Linked DNA regions of Zea mays: regions 1, 2 and 3 are each linked to region 4. The links are chromatin contacts, called in public Hi-C maps. All regions are on one chromosome and are shown on one strand. The core of a region is the stretch at or near the end of the contact, and the rest is flanking DNA. Distances in the headings are between cores, read along the strand shown. Region 1 holds the start of LOC100283504 (KNOX1 domain containing protein). Region 2 holds the start of LOC100501429. Region 3 holds the start of LOC100274409. Region 4 has its middle 19 kb from the start of LOC100217270.

Region 1 (4,242 bases), core at 960-3,459, 140 kb after region 4:
TCGATGGTACAAGGTTGCCAGCCTTGCTCCACTTTCTCGGCATATGCAATGGCCCACAAGGGCAAGGCGACATCCGACGTCACCTACAACCCGAAGGATGGGCTCGAGGCGTACAACAACCCCGCCATCCACAATCACCTCATTGAGTACACTGCCATGGCAAAGGAGGTCCGTGGGCCAGATTATGATCCGAGGACCGAGGACATCGATGGAGATATCCTGAAGAGGGTCGGAGGAGGAAAGATGCATGGGTGGTATTGGATTGCGGACGAGGCGATCGACTCGTCCTCCACTCCCACTCTGTCTCAGGTGCGAGCAAGGAGGATGAGCGTGAGCCTAGCCATACGACCTCGATAGGATAGCTCACACCATCGCATCCAGGAACTCCATGTTAGTGCTTCTATGCCTCGTCATTCATTGAGTTATATATACCTTCTCTTTGCATTATTATAACATTAGGGTGAAATATTACATGTCTGGCTAGAAGAAGGGAGTAGGAAACATATGGAGATTGAGGCGAGGATGAGGGCAGAGCGGGAGACTCACTTGCGGATCAGTAGAGGATTGCGAAGATGTTACAGTACATGCAGAGCCTTGGCGCCGCACAGGGTCTTGCTCTACCACCTCCGTTGTTCCCTACAACTGACCTTGCTCAGTTCCATACTCCTGTGAGTATCAAAATTTTAGTCCCGCGTGATATATATTCATCTGGTCTCACACATGCAATCTCTTCTTTGGGCAGAGACAATCGGTGGCATTGGACAACCCTCACGCTTCACCCAACACTTCGTCGAACCAGTCCAGCCGACCACCTCGTTGATGATCTCTTAGTGATGATTGAGACTTATGTTTGTTAGTGTTGGTGATATGTGTGTTCGTTAAACTTGTTGATGTTGTAATACTTGATGTTGTGAGACACTTGGTGAGACGTATGTTTGTGAAACTTGTTTGATGTGGTGATATTTATGAGATATATGGTGTTGTTGATACATGTATTGATTCTGTGATATATGTGATGTCAATGATACATATCTTTTGTTTGTTTGGATGGAATAATAAAAATAAATAAAAAAGAGGTTTTCTGGTCACTTTGCCGAGTGGTACGCTCGGCAAAGAGTTTTTTTTTTGTTGAGTGTCATGACCATAACACTCGACAAAGAAGGCACACCTAGAAACCAGTAAAACTTCTCTGCTAAGTGCTATATTGTTGACACTCAGCAAAGAAGCTCTCTTTACAGAGTGCCTCCACAAGCACTCGGCAAAGGGATTGAAAAAGAGACCTACTAGAGCCTTCTTTGCCGAGTGTCAGTCCAACAGACACTCGACAAAGGGGGCTTATTTGCCGAGTGCTTTTTGCAGCTCTCGACAAAGGGACTTGCAAAGAGGCCCACTGGAGCCTTCTTTACCAAGTGTCAGACCATCAAACACTCGATAAAGTCTCTGTCACGTCACTTGGCGCCACGACGACGACTTTTACATCCTTCAAAACAATAAAACATGTACTTTCTTGATTCCAAAATAATTATATTTCTACTTTTCTAAGGAGTTAAATTATTATTTTTAAATATATGTATACAATTTATAATACGTAATCCCTCTGGCCTTATTTAAATATCGGCATAGAATTCATCTTCTAATTTTGACTAAGTTTATTAAAAAAATTAGTAATATTTATTCTCCAAATAAATCATTATAAATATAGATTCATTGATCTATCTATTATATAATATAAATATAAAATGTTTTCTTTTACATACATTAAAGTTAAATGCATATGTCGGAAAATAAGAATGCTAGATAAAAAGAGAGGGGGGGAGTAAATCAATATTTTTATGCACTGTATTTCTTTAACAAATATACTAGGAGATATAAATAATGTTAATTATAGTTGCCTACTAGAGATGGAGTAGAAAAAGACCTGCGTCTGTGCGGCAAATAATCATTTTGAAGGTGCAAACTGGCCGTTGCGCTGTCAGCACGTCCAAAACGTAGCAATCACACCCACTGGTGCTCCAGGTCGACAGCACGCGCAAGGCAGTACACATTTCGCCATGGAAGCAGTGAAGCCTGAAGCACTAGCCGGTGAAACTCACGCTAGTCTCTCTCCGGCTTTTTGCCCGATTTGACGTCGGACATGACGGCCACCAGACCTCGCCTCTCCTTTCTTTTCCTACTTCACCCCCCTACCCTATACTTCTCTCTAGCTCTATGCGATCTCATCTCATCTCTGTGCCACAGCCAGTCGAATCTCACAGCCACGGTGTGGACCTCCTTTTCGTCTCCACTCTTCCTGTTCCTCTCCTTTTATTTATCCCGAAATTCCACTTTACTATACTGTACTGTAGTACTGCAAAAAGATCTCAAAGCCGAAGCAAACAAATCTCTCGTGCTTAGCCCTAGCTAGCTACTGGTCCTTTTCTTCTCCTCTCCCGTCTTCGTTACTCGGATCACGAAATCTATAGCTACTAATTACTGGCGATGGAGGATCTCTCGGATCTTGGAGGCCACGGCCACCCGGGTGCTGCTGCCTGGCGGCCCGCGGCGCCATCATTGGCGTCCTCTTCCAAGGTCTCGGTGCAAGTCTACACCGTCCCAAGCTCAGCTGCTACCGGCCGTGAAGCCCGAGGTCAAGGTGTTGCACCAATGATGCATGCGTCTAGCGTCGCTGGCCATGGCGGCCGCGCTGCTGATCTAGACCCCGTCAAGGCCAAGATCGTCTCCCACCCTAGCTACCACCGCCTGCTCGCCGCCTTCTTGGACTGCCACAAGGCACGCGCGCCGATCGACGACCCTTCAACTTTAGCGCGCGCGCGCGCGCACGTGTTCGTTCCTGTTGCTGCTATCCTTCCTAGATTACATGTGTTCATATATCCCTGTCGCATGTGCTCACCTTACTCAGGTCGGCTGCCCGCCGGAAGCGGCCGAGGAGATCGCGGCGGTGGCGCGGGAGCGCGAGGCGTGGCAGCGTGCAGCCGCGGGCGACGTCGCGCACACAAGGCCGGACCCGGAGCTCGACCAGTTCATGGTGGAGTACCGTACGAAACACATGCATGCTTGCACATGACACACCCTGCAGCCTCTCATCCCTGGGATGATCACGCATATATATGGCCTCATATCTATTGGTGTTATTCGGTTAAACACATGTTTGGCCTTTGTCATGTGTGAAAGTTTTTGTTGTGACCAGGAGTCCTACTGCGAGCTGCTTGTGACGTGGAAGGAGGAGCTGACCCGGCCGCTCCGGGAGGCGGAGGAGTTCCTGACGACAGTGGAGGCGCAGCTCAACTCCATTACCAACACCGGGCCAACCATGGGAGCTTTCATCTCTTCAGCTGCAGCTGCAGGTGACTAACCTTCAGCTTACTCATTAACGGTCTATAATCCATCAACCATTCACCGGTTAAGTCTATATCAGTTTTACTACCTCATCATATCGGTGAAGTAGTCGCCAGTCGCCACAGTAGCGGATAGCATAGATTAACAGAATTTTCTTTTCTTTCCATGGAAGCGAATACACTGTCAGTGTCGTTGCCTAGCTAGGCAGCAACAAGCACAAAATGTTCTTTTTTCATATTGCTAACAAAGCAATGCTCCTAGCACGAAGTATATACTAACATAAGCAACGTTATACGTTTCTCAAGTCATGACGCTCCCGTCGTAACGATCGGAATGGAGCACATGTTAATCTGCTGCCTAGGTCTATGTGACACCATCATGGAGTGCTACCTCAGTAAAAAAAACATTCTCGTTTTTAGAGTCCATAAATCTTAAATTTAGCCAAAATAGATGGTTTTTGTGAATAATGAAATATATTTTTATTATAAATTTATTTAAAGATATAAGATGATATAGTAGTCCCAAAGCTGAATAATGGTATTCTTCTCAGGTCGGAAGTAGTATTTTCTATTTACTCCTACCAATCTGTTACTGTGCAGTACTATTATTTCTACTCAGAATGAAAATCTCGTTTTTTTAAAAGGTAAGTAATCTTATGGTTCATTATATATAAAAAATAATATTTATGATGTATAGTAAGTACTGTTATACTAACAGTAAAACATATTTTTTAAATATAATTTTCTAAAAATACTTAAATTATATATATATTACTCCTTCAGAAATGATATTTTTTTGGACGGAGGAACAGGGAAAAACTAGTCTACATGCTAGCTATATATGGGCTATGTATAGTCTTGCGCACATGTCCGGTCTCATATACTGGTCCTGACGTTAAATAAAGTA
Region 2 (4,255 bases), core at 1,122-3,621, 200 kb after region 4:
TTACACAATGCATCGCAGTTGCTTATGACTTCAGTTAACCTGCCCTTTGACTCACCAACTTCGATCTGCAGCGGATGCACTGTAATATCGAAGGGGGGAATGTCAGCATGTAATTTGGGCACTCCCGTGATATTCTAAACCACGGAACAGGTATCAATAGCTGCTATCACGGAACAGGTAGTAATAGCAACACAAGCTGACATCGCTAGTTGTGCTCGCTTGCCTCAATTAGACTAGAGCCAAAATACCTAACAATGCGATGGATGGCTTCCTTACATATACAGATGACGACCTACTTACGAAATAAAATTACATCATTACCTTCAGCAAGATTGTGGGAGGTGGATCTCATGTAAGTAAGACAATAATTGAACCGCTGGAGAAGTTTAACTGCCAATGCATCAGCTGTTTCTATCTTGTTTTCTATCTCCTCCTGCACCAAGACGTTCCATGTTGGATCTGCTTATCATAAACCAGCCACAACAAACAAAAATGAAGTAGTTGCCAAGCTATTGCGGTGGCAGTGTTAAGTCTCCTAAGTCAGATTGTAGAGACATGTTCTGTAAGCATCCAAATACCGCTTGCATGTTTACCTCGAACATTTAGAATTTATTAGTTAATTTCTCCTTCATACTTTATGCAGAGCTGCATAACTAATATAAACACTGCAGTTCAACAATGACATGAATATGCTAGGACCAATATCGGTTATAACAATGAAACTAATGCCCTGTTTGGTTCCCTGGAATTGAGAGGAATTCAAAAGTAATCTAATAATAATAATATGAGAAGCACTTTCTAGATATTTGTTTCAATTCATGGGATCCAAACAGGCAGTAAAAGGAAACTCAGAAAAAGTGACAACTATTCATATAAGTGAATATCAAATCTTCTCCTTGAGAATTCATGCAAGTAAACTCAGAATTCAATGTCTAGACTGAAAGAGCAACTGTTTTTTGCCCATCAAGTTGATATTTACTACTACAAAAACCAGTTTCACATTAATTCACAAGATCATGTTTATATGGTGGTGAAGAGCAGGCCTAGCGCAATGGTAAGCGCTGTCTCACTAAGTCATCAGGTCACAGGTTGGAAACAGCCTAAAAACCAGTTTCACATTAATTCACAAGATCATGTTTATATGGTGACGAAGGCCTGCCTAGTGCAACGGGGAGAACTGTGTCACCAGGTCAGGTTTCTAAGCAGCTTCTCCACATTTGTGGAGGGAAGGGTTGCCTCAGTTTACCACTTTACCCTATCACCAGACGCCTTATATGAGAGGCTCCAGTACTGGGTCTGTCTTTTTATTTTGTATCGTGTCTATATGATGACAAACATAACAAGCAACACAGTTGCACAGAACACATAGAACAAAAGGCCTTTGGTAACTGAGACTCTGATTTATTTATATTATTCGCCTTGCTGTCAAGGTCAAATATCAACAGAGAATAACTGCAAACAAATGAAGCGATGTGCTTTATATTGACAACAATATGATAGCATACTGTAGGGCTTAAACTAGTGACTCGAACCACAATGCCATATCCTGATTGAGTCCCCTCAATAAGCAATAACTGAAAGAGAGAACTCTTACAACAATTCCCACCTACCTGTTTTCGGCTAATTTTCTTGGCATTCTCTTCTTGCCATTCGCGGTACATGGCGAAAAGCTCAGCTAGGACATTTGGGTTCAGATTTCCTACAAATAAATTAGCGTGACATTGTAAGCTTCAACAACAATAATGGAAATGCAACAATGCTTGATGCAAATTATTTCGAGTACAGCGTGCTTCCAATTAGTCAATTATATACCCAAACACTACTATGTAAAATCTCGCCTGCACAGTAACATACAAACTAACCAAAATAGCGTCCTGGCTGGCAGCCACTCACCAGAGGTGGCTGAGGAGTTAGAGGGCTTCCCGACGAGGATATCCGTGAGGCTGCTCTCTGCTTCCGCTTCAGATTGGGAGCTCAATAGCGGAGGAGCCTACAAATCCTCAACATCGTAACACCAGTCAGAAGCGTTAATATCAGGCCTTACTATAGTGAGATATCAGGAGACGAGAGTTCAGGACTTACTATGGTGAGAGACCGGATACGGCGGACGAGGGGATCGGCGTCGGCGTCGTCGCGCCGGCCCTCGGACACCGTCGTGATCTCATCCGCCCACTGAGGCCGCGGCTGCTGAAGCTGCTGCCTAGATAGGAGAGATTCGGACGCCCCCATGAGACGGAGCTCTAGCGCAGTCGGGGATAGACGGAGGACGGCGGCGGGGAACCGCCGGAGCTGCCCGGGTGCGGCCGCCGGACTAGGATGCAGGCGAGAGGCAAACGGTTCTACTGGCAAGTGGCAGCCTATTAAGTTGGGCCTTTTAGCTTGGACAATGGTGTCGATTGAGTTAGGCCGAAAAGTTAACTTACCGGGCCAAACCAAATGTCTCGTCTCAGATCTAGCCCAAACTTGTTGCCATGGATACATTGCGAAAGGAAGAAATTCATTCTGCTTTCTTTAGCTATCGCGAAGGTAACTGATCTCTCATCTCTGGACACTTGACCTACGATTTGTAGGGGAAAAATGACAGCCATATAACAATATCACCAGTTCACCGTCCGCCCCGCCATTAAAATAGCTATGTAATAAATAAAGTAACGAGTGATACGATATGTTCATATATTATCGCTATCTGACCCAAGACAGACCAAAAAAATGAACTCGGCTTGGGCCTGTTCGGTTGTCCAGAATTGGACCTAGAATTATTCCACCGGATAAAATCTTATATAAAATAGGTAAACAATCCAGTCACGAATAGTTCCAAGCCATCATTCCTGAGCAACCGAACAACCCTTAGGCCTTGTTCGTTTCTGCCGGATTGGTGGATCGGAACGATTCCTGACCGGATTGCTTCTCTAATTTATATAAATTTTGATTAGCTGGAACGATTCCGGGTGCAATCCGACGGAAACGAACAAGGCCTTAGGCTGGATCCAATACACCTGGCTATTGTTTTACCATCTGAAACGTCACTATCATCCACACTATCGATCATCGTCGGTCTTCATTTATTAAAATGTACAGTCTTTATTGTTAACCTAAAGTCATCTCAATTTTTATTTTAAAGATTGTTATGTAAAATGAAACATGGTATTTTATTTAGAAAAAATCATCTAATCACATAATTAAGAAAAAATACATAATTCGATAAAAAATAAACATAAAAAATAAAAATTACATAGTTCATAAAAAAGTGATACAATATTATTGCTCATTATTATTGTCTTCCTCCATATCTTCTGTATTTTCTTTCTCATGTAATTTTAATTGCTTGATCAATACACAATAATTTCACCAGTGTAGGATGGGATTTCTTTGTACCTATACACAATAAATTCATTAATAATTCATGTTGCATGTGTCCTAAATTTCAAATGCATTAAGGATTTCCTAGTCTTACTACCTTCTTCCTTGATACATATGGCTTATTATTGCATAAGGGTAGTTTGGCTAGTGCTTAATTTAATTATACTTGATCTATACCTGATTAATGGTTTAGTGCACAGATGTAAAAGGTGATTTTTAGACGCACAGAATCAGAGACTAGAGCATGTCTTTTCTTATGATGCTCTAAATTCCTCTCTCCAACGACTCATCTGTAAGCAAAATTTGGGACTTATAGTGAAGCCGAGTGCTTATTATAGCTCTGGGTTTAGTCAAGTATAGAGACCTTGTCTAATATTCTAGTGGATGAATAGTACAACATCTAGCTTATGTGTATAGCTAGGAGGTGATATGTTTTGAATAAAGGGTATTGTGGCATTTGAAAGGTGTTCGTATAAGCTAGCAATTTACTAGATAAATTTCTGAAAAACTAAATAGTTAAACCTAACATACACCTTGGAAGTGTATAATGAGAGTATTTAAGCCTATCATAAGGTAATTCATGACTCTCGCTATAAAGTGTGAAAATTATATACCAGTCATGCCCATGGTTACGAGTGGCTCAAAAAACCCATATATTGATCATGTGGTTTCTACTTGGGTCAATCATAACTAAACACAATATATTGTTAAAAGTTTGACTTATTAAAATGCTCATGCAGCAAGCCATTATCTATCGGTCTTCAACATCTCTTGTTAATGTGTTGCTTGGGGTGTTGATCATCTAGATCAACCTTTTGCCTTAGTTCATGTATAATTATGCATCATTTGAACTATACCTCAAAGCATAGCAAATAATGCTAGTCCAAATGGTTAT
Region 3 (4,078 bases), core at 750-3,249, 170 kb before region 4:
TAAAAAACAACGAACTAGCTAGGAAGCAGTCATGAAAAGGGGTATGAATGTCAAGCTAACCAGCAAATTTCAGTTGACTTCATGGATATATGATTAATTGGAGTCAGCTTAGAAGCCAACATCAACAAAGTTCAGAAAACCCAAGATACACTTCATCATGCTCCATGTCTTATGACTCTAGCAGACAAGCTTGATTGAAATTTGAAATATTGGAGATATTATTCCTAAATTTGGACAACAAAGCTAAATAGGGCTATAATAGTGTGCCATCTTCAAAGATTTACAATAAACAAATGAAAAAACTGTCCGAACAAGAAAACTATATGGAAAAATACATTGAATTGGAATTCATTCAAATCCGTGTTTTCCCAATTGAATTCAGTTCACATACATGGATTCATGACAATAAGCGGCCATATAGCGTGGCACACAACTTTTCTAGTCAAATCACCACAAACACTACGCCGCCAAGTCGTATTTTAAATACCCGCCTCATCTGATTCAGACCCGCCAAAGTTCTTAAGCACTGGCGGCCACTGCAGCATCTCACACGGGTATACATCACCCAATGGCCGCGACTCATCACTGTTGCGCCACAGCCTCAGCAGTCTCCTCGTCCTAGGGTCGAGCATCACAACCCAATCTGCCATGACAAAGAACAGCGTGCATGTACCCTCACAGAACGCTGCGAAGCTCACAAGTTTGAAGCCACGGAGCTGGTCCGACATCTTCGCCGAGAGCTTCATGTGGGCGAGATCACCCATAAACGCCGGGTGCATCAGCGTGCGCAGGTCCACGGGTTGCTGCTCCACCCACTTCCCAGGTGCTTGGAGAACCCAGGTGGCGAGAGTAAGCTGCTCCCTGATCACGAAGAAACAAAGCCGGCCGTCCGGTGTCCTGCCAATCCAGTGGTTACCAGCGTAGAGGAGCGTTCTGGCATCAGGAAGGGGCACCGCCGACAGAGTCATCTGGACCGCGTCGACAACCATGATGTACTTCTCTTCGCTCTGCAGCTTGTACATGACATCTCCGACGACGACTGATGGGCCTTGACGAGGGACCAGATTCCGATGAACCGGCCCAGTGGCAGACTCCCAAGCGGAAGATATCGAAAAGTAGACGAGAACACTGAAGTGTTTCGGGTCGTTGCCGAAGAGGACAACCACCACGCGGAATGCATCGCCTTCCCCCGGGACGAGCACGCTACACGCCACCATGTGCTCCGCTATGCACAGAGGCGGCACCCGAACGTACGCCTTCTCCAGCGGGCTGCAGACGAGGAGCCTGAGTTCGCGAGGGTAGCCAGGGCCGAGTTCCCGCAAGAGTAGTCGGCCGTTGCGGGAGTCGACGAGGACCGCGCCGCACGCGGGCGGCACCGGGAGGAAACTGATGTCAAGGGAGAGGCCCGCGGTGCGCACGAACGGGGGCAGCGGCGATGGACCGTAGTTGCGGAAGAAACCGAAATGGCTAGGCGGCCTGGGAAGACATGCCGCTCCAGCGCCGGAGATGACGCGGCGCCAGCGGCGGCACACCGCGGCGCAGCGGATGACGTCGCGCGGGGGCGGCAGCCGCTTGAAGACCTCCAGGAGCATATCGTCGGAGAGCGATGCCACCGCCGCGACTTTGCCATCTCCCGTCGTCAGGCGCGCGCGCTCAAACCGCGCGGAGTCGAAACCGCACGATGTAGACAGGGAGCGGTTGGGGCCGCCGTAGGGGGACGCTGAGGGGCGCGTGCACTTGCGGCCCTCGCGGTCAGAACAGTGCGGCGGCGACCGGGAACGCTTGCGGCCGACGTCGGGGGAGGACGGCGAGGGGCGTGGGCGCGTGCGGCTCCCGGAGTCGAAACAGTGTGTCGGCGACCGGGAGCGCTTGCGGCGGACGATGCAGGAGGACACCATGGCGAGATGCGGTGGCGCGACGGGGTAGCAGAAAATCGAATCAGGATTCAGGCGCAATGCCAAGGCGCGGCGGGGTAGTAGAACAATCAGGCGCGATGCCGCGGCGGCGAAATTGATGTTGAAGAGCAGCGGTTTTAAGGAAGACGAGAAGGCGGCAGCGAAATTTTTGGTATCCGCCCGGCCGCGGCGTCTTTTGGGCTTCCCTCCCGTTTATTTTTTAAACACCCCTCGCGAATTTTTAGCCACCTCCGAGCGGGAGAGGCGAGCGGGCGGGTTTTTCGTTTCCACTCCCAAATTTTTGGCAACTGCCGATCCGCGGAGCGAAGGCCCACACTGGCAGGCTGCCGATGCCGTTTTGTGTATTTTCACGTGCGAATCTACACTCGCGTTCTCGCGTTCTCCGTTCAGACGGTGCAATTGCCATGCGTAAGGCCATGTAAGGGTCTCTTTGGCAGGGCTCTGGCTTCTCTAAAAACGGTTTTGGCTCTGGCTCACGAGGTGAAACCACTTCTTTAGATGAGCCAAAGCCATTCTGAAAAATTATTTGGCAAAACGGCTTATAGGTTGTTTTTCAGAAAGACCCTTGTATAGTTTATCTCTCCTGTACGTGGCTAAGGATTGAGGGCAGGACCCAAAAAAAAATATTTTGGACTGGTGGAAGGGCTATTGTGCAAAAATGACGTGAGCTGAAGCCGGGTGAGCCACTTTTTTGGCTCATGCCCTCTAGTTCATTTTGGAAAAGCACTTCACTGGTGAAGCCATTTGAAAAAGAGGTGTTTGGCACAACTTTTGCATGAGCCAGAGCCGAAGCTGAAAAATAAGCCCTACCAAAGGGGCCCTAAATGTAGTTTCTACTATATTTTACTACATCATAGATACTCTCCACATATACAAGACATTTCAATCATTCACGCTATACAGCTCTTTTATATATTATAATTCAGTTATTTAACATTTTCTTATCAGTTTTTTAGTTTTACAAAATTATGAACTATTTGTACTACCATAATATAAGAGAAACAAACTAATTAAAGAATGGGGGAGAGGGAAATCACTCCATATATAGAGCAAGGAGGGAGGTCACTAGACATGAGGGGAGAAGATGGAGCACAATGTTGGAGAGCATGGGCAGGACCATACACTCTATACACCGGTTCAGAGAGATATTTAGTTAAACGTTTGAAAATATCTAACTACGTTGCGTTTGATTAACGTGTTTGCTTGTACTTTCGAAAAAATATGAAAACTAAGGAAACACATAAATTAAAATATATATATGCATTTTTTAAAAAATAGTTTATTTTTACAGAAAAAAAGAGTAGAAAAAAAATGTGTTATAAAAGAAGCGCATGTTTGTACTCTCGTGATGGATGTCTCTCCCCATGGCTCCCCTCCCTCTATTCCTATTCCTTATTTGCTTCCTTACTGTTCTTATTATGCTTCAGGGATTAAACAGTTGTAATAGTATTGGGGTAGACCGTGCTAATTTTGATTTGATTTTTTCCTGTTTTTTCAGTACTTGATGAGGAGGCTGTCATGAGGAAACGACTCCGTGAGACGAAAGAACAGCTGGTGAGACAAAGGTAAGAGTGAGACAATGATAATTGACTAATTACTAAAGCATGGATTGCCCTCTCGTTTTGTTTCGACTCTCTTAGTGGTGATGCCCATTTGGAATGTCTATTACTCCTCTCCTGATGCCTTATTCACTGATGAATATGTGTTGTTTACAAGCGAAGGAATCCATTAAAGGAAAAAATGTCGTACTGCACTAGAATTTGTTAAATCATTTTTAGATTTTAAGATTGCATAAGTATTAATTGGTATTGCTTTTGGATTGATTTTACATAAGAAAAAAAGATCAAGTTGATTCCATTTCTCTTGGGCCAATGATGTTCTTAAACTGGTAGTGCTCCTGTAAAATTGCTATAGTTCAAACCGATTGTGGTAGGAATCAAACTTGATTGTGTTAAAAAGGATGTGTCAGATAACCAAGTTATTAAAACCCCAAAATTGCAGTGCGAAGCAAGCTATATGCGACCAAATGGAAGCTGAATTATAATTACTAAGCTTTGTGGCCATATGAAGCTTTTTGGCTATGTGTTCTTATGAGATGGTTTTAAACTTATGAGATGGTTTTTAACTTATGTTCTTAACTAACAGTTCAGGAACAATGAGTT
Region 4 (4,315 bases), core at 1,646-4,145:
CTCAACTAAAAACACATTAGAAATTGAGTGCTCATTTGAAATTGCAATTTTACCTAAACCTTTTACCTTGCCTTGATTCCCATCACCGAATATAATTGAATCTTGGGAATCTTTATTCTTGACGTAGGAGGTGAACATCTTCTTCTCCCCCGTCATATGGTTTGTGCATCCGCTGTCGATAATCCAGCTTGAACCCCCGGATGCATAAACCTGCAAGGCAAATTTAGGCTTGGGTCTTAGGTACCCAACTCATGTTGGGTCCTACAAGGTTAGCACATATATTCTTAGGGACCCAAATGCAAGTTTTATCTCCCTTGCATCTTGCCCCTAACTTCCTAGCAATTACCTTCTTGCCCTTTCTACAAATAGCAAAGGGAGCATTGCAAGTATAATAAATGGTAGAAGGTTCATTTTCTACTTTCCTAGGAGCATGAATAACATTCTTTTTAGGAACAACATTTTTCCTAGTAACAATTCTATCATACACATAAGAAGAACTAGGAGCAAACACGGCATGAGAATCATAAACATATGAATCAAAAGCATCATAACTTCTATTTGCATTTCTAGTATGTCTTCTATCATGATACAAAAAGGCATGGTTCCTTTTAGCACTAGTAGCCATAGGGGCCTTCCCTTTCTCCTTGGCGGGAATGGGAGCCTTATGGCTTGTTAAGTTCTTGGCTTCCTTCTTGAAGCCAAGTCCATCCTTAATTGAAGGGTGTCTACCAACCGTGTAGGCATCCCTTGCAAATTTTAGCTTTTCAAAATAGAGCACCTAGAGGGGGGGTGAATAGGTGATCCTGTAAAACTTCAAAACTTAAGCCACAAAAACTTATTAAGTGTTAGCACAATTATGGCCAAGTGGCTAGAGAGGAGTCAAAACACAATAACCACAAGAAATCAATCACAGAGATGACACAGTGGTTATCCCGTGGTTCGGCCAAGTACAAAACTTGCCTACTCCACGTTGTGGCGTCCCAACGGACGAGAGTTGCACTCAACTCCTCTCAAGTGATCCAATGATCAACTTGAATACCACGGTGTTCTTGCTTTTCTTTTCTCAATCCCGTTTGCGAGGAATCTCCACAACTTGGAGCCTCTCGCCCTTACAAAAGATGTTCACAGAGAATCACAGAGCAAAGGAGGGATTAGCAACTCACACACAACACAAAGATCACAGCGAATACGCACACACAAGACCCAGACTTGAGCTCAAGAGACTAGCACACTAGAACGGAGCTCAAATCACTAGAATGTCGAACAAGTGCGCAAGATTGATGTGTGAGTGATCAAGAGTGTTCAAGGAATGCTTGGTGTACTCCTCCATGCGCCTAGGGGTCCCTTTTATAGCCCCAAGGCAGCTAGGAGCCGTTGAGAACACATCTGGAAGGCTATCCTTGCCTTCTGTCGTCGGGCGCACCGGACAGTCCGGTGCACACCGGACACTGTCCGGTGCCCGATTTGTTTCCATAAAAAGCGAAGCCGACCGTTGCCGACCGTTGCAGATCTGGCGCACCGGACAGTCCGGTGCACACCGGACAGTCCGGTGCTTCCTTCCGACCGTTGGCTCGGCCACGTGTCACGCGCCGATCGCGCGGCCGACCGTTGGCCCGGCCGACCGTTGGCTCACCGGACAGTCCGGTGCACACCGGACAGTCCGGTGAATTTTAGCCGAAGTCGCCGGAGAAAAACCCGAGAGCGGCTGGTTTGCCCCGCGCTGGTCTGGCGCACCGGACACTGTCCGGTGCACACCGGACAGTCCGGTGCCCCAGCCCGAAACAGCCTTTGGCTGTACACAGCCACTCTTCCACTTCTTTTCTTTTCTGCTTCTTCCTGTTTCTAACACTTAGACAAGATATTAGTACACAAAACCAATGTACTAAGGCTTAGAAACATACCTTTACTTGTGATTTGCACTTTGTTCAACCATGGGCACATTTTCACATTTAAGCACTTGTGTTTGCACTCAATCACCAAAATACTTAGAAATGGCCCAAAGGCACATTTCCCTTTCAGGGGGGCGCCATGCCGTGTCCATGTTTTGTCATGACATCCTTTGTCATGGATGAGAGAAGGTATGTAAGCACTTGTTGATATATTGCATTCTACTTTTCATGGGCAGAGTTAGCGTTGATGACTTTCTTATCATCCTGTTGTATCGTTTTAGCATAGCTTGTGGCGTTGGTGATGTTTTGATGAGATGGCCTTGTAGGAATGGTCATTGCGCCATGGCCAAAACCTATGCCTTCTATCGGCTATTGTTCGTATTGCTTGAGCTTCTCGGCAATGATATAATTGGCTGCAAAAATTTGTGGATGGGGGAGATACGCATGGAATTGTGGCGACTGTATTTTTAAGTCTAATTAGCGGCTTTGATTACCATGTCAAAACTAGAGATGCCCCAAAGCTAGCGTTGCCCCTTTTATGGCACCAACATCTTTGTGTTTATACACAGAATCCAACCCTTTATATAACAAAATCGTATAACCAGGACTCCTAAACTGATATCTCGCTTGTTACAAAATTAATCTATAATGTAACCTATTAAAATTCTATTAACTACGTCCTCTGTTTTTTATTTATCGTATTTTAGTTTAAAAATGAATTAGTGATCGATAAATATTCGAGAAGGGAGATAGTATATGCGAAAGGAGTTAACCTAAATACATATTTGGATAAAAAAGCCACCTACCTAGACACTAGACACATACTATGTTAAAAAAAAAATCTACTGCTGCTCCTCGTCGTCATCCTTTTTGCACAGAAAAATCTGAGGAGCGTGTCTTTATCTTCCATGCAGCGGCGACAGCACGGCAGACAGCGTAGCCGCAGGCGGCCCCGCCCTGCCGGCGGCCCTGTGGACAGCGTGTGTACGCCGTTACGCACGGCCCGTCCGAGATCTTCCGGGATTCCCCAAGAGGATCGCCCGCCCCAGTGGTGGTCAGCCTTGATTCGGCAGACTGTCCCTGCATGCTTGCCCTCGGACGTACAGGCACACACGCCGCGGTCAGAACTCAGAGGGCACGGCGCCGGACAAGCACGTGCTGCCTTGCCACGCATCCGGGGGGCCGTCGGCCGCACTTCGCATTGGCTTGGCACAGTAGTAGGAGTATCCTGGCCGCGACTTGCATTGGCTTGGCACAGCGCTCGGCTCGACGCGACGGGACGGGACGGGACGGTGACGAGTACGTAACGACCAGCGACAGCGAGCGCAGCCTCCATGTGACGTACTGATGCGACGATCGCCAAATCTACCGCCCGGCACTCCGGCCGCCCGGTCCGACCTATCGGTTTCCTTCCCCTCGCGCGCCGCGTGCGTGGTCGGCGGCTCGGCCGGGCCGGGACACTGGGGCAGGGGACGGCCGACCGGCCGCCGCAAGCCGAGGACTTTGCGTGGCCCCCCATGTCGTGCGGTCTCTCTCTCTTTCGGATGCACGTCGTTCTCCGCTAGCTCCGGGCGCACCCATCCGTGGAGCGCGCTTTAGGCACGGCGCTCGATCGCGCGCGCGCACACACACAGGTTAATTTCGCGTTGCTTGTTGGTCGTCGCCCTCGATCTGCTTTGACGAGGAGGGAGGGGAGAGGTTGGTCGCCGCCACACCACACCACACCACTTCTCTCGGTCGATCGAGTGCGGACAAGCAGCAGTGGCGAACCGACCTTATACGACGCTCCCGAACCCGTCACACGTCTGCCTGCCGCCGGCGACGGCGTCGTCGTCGTCGTTGTCGAGACATGCATGCTGCTACGCGTAAATGTGCGCCACCTGGGTCCAACAGGGAGAGGAGATGCATGCATGCACGCATGGCCTCCATGCTGCCCATGCATGTATGCAACGAGTTGGACACGCGCTAGAGGCCACCGACCCGCCGGCCAGCAGCAGGCCTCTCTACATGTACCGATCACCGATGAACGCCCCCATCGATCGGAAGACTGGGTCGGCTGACCTGCGGGCTTAATGCGAGCGCTAGGCACTGTATGGGGCCGGCATGGGGTTAGCATGGCAACTCTGTTTGCGATGGGTGGATGGGTATGCCGACTTGGCCACCCGCCCACCCCGAGCTTTTGCCTGAATGCGACTGGAGCCGACAGTTCGGACACCTGCTATGTCGCCATGTTGAATTGGGCCAATACCACCAAAGTGATCAACTGTCCCTTTTCTTGCAGCCCAGATGGTATAGGCGCTTCTATTCCTGGCCCAGGTGCTTGCCCGTCGCAGGGCGGGCTAGGCCGATGTAGCAGGCCCCCAAGCATTTGCCAAACTTCAACTTTAGAGAGTCTCTAAATGCTGAGGCTGGGTCGAGCCGGGCCG

The links. A called contact is a pair of places that touch in the nucleus more often than the background predicts.
Region 1: a contact with region 4 is called in a Hi-C map of ear, with 5 times the contacts expected there. The contact joins the promoter of LOC100283504 here to the enhancer-like site in region 4. A contact is called at or near these places in 2 of 25 Hi-C or Micro-C datasets (ear and leaf).
Region 2: a Hi-C map of ear shows a contact between it and region 4, with 4 times the contacts expected there. The contact joins the promoter of LOC100501429 here to the enhancer-like site in region 4. A contact is called at or near these places in 7 of 25 Hi-C or Micro-C datasets (ear, leaf and tassel).
Region 3: a Hi-C map of tassel shows a contact between it and region 4, with 2.6 times the contacts expected there. The contact joins the promoter of LOC100274409 here to the enhancer-like site in region 4. A contact is called at or near these places in 5 of 25 Hi-C or Micro-C datasets (ear, leaf, root tip and 1 more).

Annotation. Positions count from the first base shown.
Region 1 is chr1:278,132,137-278,136,378 of Zm-B73-REFERENCE-NAM-5.0, reverse strand. LOC100283504 (KNOX1 domain containing protein) reads left to right here and starts at 2,209. Exons shown (of 5, transcript NM_001156404.2): 1 at 2,209-2,769; 2 at 2,900-3,025; 3 at 3,188-3,344. The coding sequence starts at 2,479.
Region 2 is chr1:278,067,217-278,071,471 of Zm-B73-REFERENCE-NAM-5.0, reverse strand. It overlaps LOC100501429, which reads right to left and starts at 2,371. Exons shown (of 5, transcript XM_008667120.3): 1 at 2,083-2,371; 2 at 1,894-1,990; 3 at 1,611-1,699; 4 at 322-433; 5 at 1-79. The coding sequence starts at 2,229.
Region 3 is chr1:278,434,772-278,438,849 of Zm-B73-REFERENCE-NAM-5.0, reverse strand. LOC100274409 reads right to left here and starts at 1,999. Exons shown (of 1, transcript NM_001148768.1): 1 at 197-1,999. The coding sequence starts at 1,898. The coding sequence ends at 480.
Region 4 is chr1:278,268,356-278,272,670 of Zm-B73-REFERENCE-NAM-5.0, reverse strand. No RefSeq gene overlaps it. Among protein-coding and RNA genes, the nearest start is that of LOC100217270, 19 kb to the left of the region's middle. Within about 2 kb of position 2,895, at least 19 of the 20 cell types and tissues checked have an H3K27ac peak or open chromatin away from gene starts, as enhancers often do. A contact at or near this core is called in ear, leaf, root tip and 1 more, where this site is marked.